Linked DNA regions of Sus scrofa: region 2 is linked to region 1. Evidence: chromatin contacts called from public HiChIP or PLAC-seq data. All regions are on one chromosome and are shown on one strand. Each heading gives the region's core, a stretch centred on a gene start, on an enhancer-like site or on the middle of the called end of the contact. The rest is flanking DNA. Distances are from core to core; before and after follow the strand shown. Region 1 holds the start of ZFYVE16 (zinc finger FYVE domain-containing protein 16). Region 2 holds the start of RPS23 (ribosomal protein S23).

Region 1 (2,522 bases), core at 17-2,516:
ATTTTTTTAGGGCCGCACCCGTGGCATATGGAGGTTCCCCCGCTAGGGGTCTAATCAGAGCTACAGCTGCTGGCCTACACCAGAGTCACGCCAGATCTGAGCCGCATCTACGACCTACACCACAGATGGCAATGCCAGATCCTTAACCTACTGAGGGAGGCCAAGGAAACCCACTGAGCGAGGCCAAGGATTGAACCTGCAACCTCATGGTTCCTAGTTGGATTCGTTTCCACTGTGCCACGATGGGAACTCCACTTGTTTACTGTTTTTGGCTGCACCTGTGGCATATGGAAGTTTCTGGGCCAGAGGTTGAACCTATGCCTCAGCAGCCACTGAACCACTGCAGAGACGATGCACGATCTTTACCCCTGCACCACAGCAGGAACTCCTAAATCTTTGTATTCTGAAATAGCTCCTTATAATTTCCAAAAGAGAAGTTACTGAATTAGGTCATGTGAACATTTCTTTATCCGATTTGACAAGTAACTTTCCAAATTTTGTTCTAAGTTACATCCCCAAGAAGATAGGAGTCCTCATTTCACTCTATCCCCACCAATGGAGTTTCTTCAGAATATAAACAACCTGGCCAATTAGATCCAAGGGAAATAATGTCTCTTTTGTCTTCTTTTCATTATTAATGAGTTTTAACATTAATAAAATATGCAGTAGGCATTTAAATTTCTTAATTTGTGAACTGACCATTCGTACATATACTTTTCCCACTTATCTGTTTAAGGCCTTATTACTTTCTATTTCTAGTCTTTGTCCTTACACTGTGCAACAGAATATTTTTACCTCAAATATGCACTTGTACACAGGCATCTCTGCTGTGTTTCTTCAAGGGTAGTGACCCCATTTCATTTATCTGGGAGCAACACTGGGCACAGTAGAGACAATGCATACTGGGCTTTGTGTAATTATTTTTAGGATTAAACAAGCTAAGCTAAACATAAACGAGATAACCTAAGCAAAGCATCTAACACACTGTCACATAGCAGATGCTCAATAAATTATTTTAATCAATCAAAAGAAGTTTCACCACTGAAGCAAAACCACACTATTTCAGCGCTGAGGAAAATCAAGATAAAATATCTTTGAAAGATCACAAATTATATTTGTCCAAGTTCAAGATTTGGGATTTGAACACTGATTCAAATTACATCTGACTGCGATACTCTTGAGATACTACAACTCTGACATTTTTAAAGACCAGTATGAATTCTGAGCTGGTTAAAATCTTTCGGTAAGTGGTGGATTCTTTTCCCCAGTCTGTAATGACACCCTGGCCCCAGACAGACGTCTCTTCTTCCATTTAAATTTATAGGAAACTTCTGGTGAAAATAGTAAAACACAAGCACAAATATGCATCACATGATTGACATTTGCTTCTCCAGATTAATTAGCTTTTGTTTTCAGACAGGAAGGCAGCTGTTCTCCGACCACTGCCAGAAAAGCAGAACTAAAACAACCAGAAGGAAAGACTGAGCCCTTGGGAATGGCCAATCAGCTGGAGGGCCTGAGGCACTGCAGTGGGTTAGGAGCATTTTTTTGCTGCCGGGGCGGAGGGGGAGCTGGTTGCAAAACCAGTATGAAGCAAAAAAAAAAAAAAAAAAAAAAAAGGTTTTCCGGGAGGACAGCAGCGCGGAGAACAGGCCGGGTGTGTCCGGTACAGGCCCGAGCTGCCCGAGCTCTGCGCCAGCCCTGTGAACGCGGAGGCTGGGGGCGGGGAAGCTGTGTCTAGGTCAGCGAAGGGCACAGGAAGCAGGCCACCGACACTGGTCGCTTCGGGATCCCTGCCCCGGGGCCTCTAGTGGGAAACCGAGTCGAGGACTACAGAAGATCCTCCGTCGTCCCCCTCACCCCAGAACCGCCTCAGGCATTTCCGGTAAGCAGCCCAGCGCCCAGGGATTTAGATCCCGCATCGCAGCGCGCAGGCGCCTCGCGAGTAGGGAGGCCGCGGACGCGGACCGAGGGGGCGTGTGAGTCAAAGGAAAGCTTCCTCTGCGCCTGCGCTATCTGTTCTCCCCAGTTGCGGGTGAGGGAAGGTGGTGGAAACAAACCTTGAGCCGACGTCCCGCGCTCCCTGCACTCCCGGCCGGCGTCGCTCTTCATTCCTCTGCGCGGTGTCGCGTCCAGGCGTCAAAGAGCTCCGCCGGGGTGTGGGGAGGTAAGTGCCCCCTGCAACAGGCGTCTTGGCCTCTCTTCGCCCCTGCTGCCCTCACAGAGAAAGCAGGGTGGCCGCTGGTCTCTCTGCCCTGGGCGCCGGGGCTGGCCCTCCTGTCCCTCTAGGGGCCAAGCCTGGGCCCCCGATTCATCCCTTTCCCAAGCCCCCTGGGCTGGCCGGGAAAAAAGACTCAAACCAGGTTGCCGCTCGTTAAAGCCGGGAGGTGCGGACCAGGCCAGGATGGCAATCACGGCGGTTCTTTGCCGGGTCCCGCCCACCTGGGCCTCCCAGAGTGCACGGCGCTGGGGAGAGGGCGACCCCCGCTCTCGGCTGGTGCTGGGTGAAGCGCCCCCAGGGC
Region 2 (2,522 bases), core at 11-2,510, 1.6 Mb after region 1:
ACCCCTCTGAAACATAAACAGCATTAATGGAGTGAGCTGACTTTCTGAAAAGGCACATATTTTAATTCATTAAAAAAAAAAAACCCACAATATTCCTACCTTTTTGACCTAATTCTAAATTGCTAAATTTCCACCAAGCTTTTCTCAGTCTTAGTTTAATGAGACCAATGGGAGAAACTTCTGGCCTCTTTATAGCTGTAAAATATGAAGGAAGAACTAGAGCTATAAAGCCTGGATTCAGATCCTCACTGCCACTAAACTTGAGACACCCACAAAATTACAATTGCCATTTTATAAAATCAAAAAACAATTGAGTACTGGTAAATAGATGCAGCATACTCTACATTTGTTTTCTCAAGAGCAAAGACGTGATTGACTGCAAAGATGAAATAGTTGATGGGTGCGACTTTCTTAGAACAGTTTCCACACATATACGCTCTTTTAATGTCCATTATTTCATTACTGTTACTTTTTCCACTCCAATGCCACAATTCCTTCGAAACAATGTTAAAGTTTGGAAACCTCTGGAGGTTATTTAACTTTCCAACAACTGCGGCTACATAAAGACCAAGGGTTTACAGCCAACCTTAAGGGCATTTTTCTCGAGTTACCCTACTCAAATCCTGAAGGACGCAACAATGTACTTACACTTTTTCAAGCACAATTCCCTTGGCATGAGAAGCGCCTCCGAAAGGGTTGGCCTTCAGGGCTGTGCCCAAATGGGCTTTCTTGTACTGTTTATCGTGCCACTTCTGGTCCCGTCGGTGGCTACGGAGCTTCCTGGCAGTACGAAGACCGCGACACTTGCCTAAAAATCGAAATCACCTTAGTTCTGCACAATATACACCTAATCACATTTTACATCTTTTCAGATCCTAGTCTCACCTTGACTACAGACCGATAGACTCTGACATCACGCTCATGGCCCGAGCCTCAAGGTCCCCCTTGGACCAGGGACACAAGCGCTCCAACGGCTCTGCTTTCCCCAAAGAATGAGAACCCTCGGCAATTCTCAGGGGAAGCGGCGGCGGGCCCCCTGCGTCCCTCAGCGATTCTGGCTCCGCGGCCTCCGCGCCGCATGGGCCCGTTCCCGCCGGGCCATGTGCCAGCGGCAGTCGCGCTACCCCGGCTCTCATCATCGGTCGTCCCCGTGGCTCTCCCTCACCCCTCTGCTCCTATCTGCCCACTTGTCCTCCCGAAACCCTAAGTTCCACGTGCGGCCGCCCTCAGCACAGCCCCCGACAGCTCACCCATCCTGCCGGCGCCACGGGCCTGAGCAAAAGAGAGAAGTAAGACAGGAAGGAACCACAAACCCCCGCGATCAAGCCCCGCCCATCCGAGGACCCTGCGGCTGTCTGCGCAGAGCCTGGTCCGGTAGCCGCCTCTCGGTAGAAATCTACAAGCCTGCACCACTTTCCAGAATCTGCGTCTTATTTAATTTGTGTGCAATTCAGATGTATCCAATTTTCACCGTGGTTTATTTCTTTTTAACGAGAATGCGGCGGGCAGAAGGGACGAGGACTACCAATCCCAGAAGCCTTTGCCCAAGCCCTTCCCACAGCGCAGGCGCTCTGGGCAAACCCCCCCGCTGCAGGTTCAGTGGAGCTGAAGTCGGAAGAAGAAATCTTGCTCCTGTGTGTACGTGTGGTGGAGTGGGGCATTGTGTTTATGTTGTGTAAAATTAGACTTCGGAGCCTTAACTGCTACTGACAAGAAACACAGTACATTGAAAAAAACTTTAGTAAAGCAACATGCCGTACTGTATATAGACCCACGCTTTAATGCGAGATCGCGCCTTAAATTCCAAAGCTGCTACTTTGACTGTGCGACCTTGGGTGATTCATTTAATTCTTTAAACCCCAGTTTCTCCTGGAAAATTAAATAGATAAGTTTTCTGGGATGTTAGTTCATTTCATAATTACTTTTTAAAAATGTCTTCCCTGTTCTGGGCTCTGTTCTAGGCACTAGGGCTGCAACAGGGGATACAATTTTCGAGAGTGAAGGTTTCTGTTTTTATAAAAATCTATATTTTAGGTACGAGAAAGTAGAAAATAAAAGTATTTAAACGTCAAAAGATAATTTTAAGTATGACAAGCTCCTGAGAAAACACAGTTGGTTTGGTGTTAGTGACTTGGAGTGGGGGGTGGCTACTCTGGATAGGGTGGCGTTAGGAAGTATTTTGCTGTAGAGCGCTGAGATCTGTATTTAGTCACTTAATGATGGAACATGATGGCGGATAATGTGAGAAAAAGAATGTATATATGTGTGACTGGGTCACTTTGCTGTAGAGTAGAAAATTGACCGAACATTGTAATCCAGCTATAATGGAAAAAATACAAATATTTTTTTTTAAAAAGAAGGTGTCTCTGGAGAGTTTATATTTGAGCTGAGATCCTAAAGAGAGGGAGCCATTCAGACAAGCATATGGGTAAAGCCTTCCAAGAAGAGGTGTTCTCATAAGTAGCATGGGCTGAACTGAAGGATAGGGGTGGAGGAGCTGCATGAGGAGTAGTGTGGCATTA

What was found. HiChIP or PLAC-seq counts read pairs in DNA pulled down with a chosen protein or histone mark.
Region 2: a contact with region 1 is called in an H3K27ac HiChIP or PLAC-seq map of alveolar macrophages. The contact joins the promoter of RPS23 here to the promoter of ZFYVE16 in region 1. A contact is called at or near these places in 1 of 47 Hi-C or Micro-C datasets (heart right ventricle) and 1 of 2 datasets of contacts at active chromatin or transcription factors (alveolar macrophages).

Annotation. Positions count from the first base shown.
Region 1 is chr2:89,043,594-89,046,115 of Sscrofa11.1, forward strand. ZFYVE16 (zinc finger FYVE domain-containing protein 16) reads left to right here and starts at 1,267. Exons shown (of 18, transcript XM_021084492.1): 1 at 1,267-2,167.
Region 2 is chr2:90,679,421-90,681,942 of Sscrofa11.1, forward strand. It overlaps RPS23 (ribosomal protein S23), which reads right to left and starts at 1,261. Exons shown (of 4, transcript NM_213764.1): 1 at 1,251-1,261; 2 at 649-808; 3 at 1-6. The coding sequence starts at 1,254. ATP6AP1L (V-type proton ATPase subunit S1-like protein) reads left to right here and starts at 1,562. Exons shown (of 11, transcript XR_002341797.1): 1 at 1,562-1,634.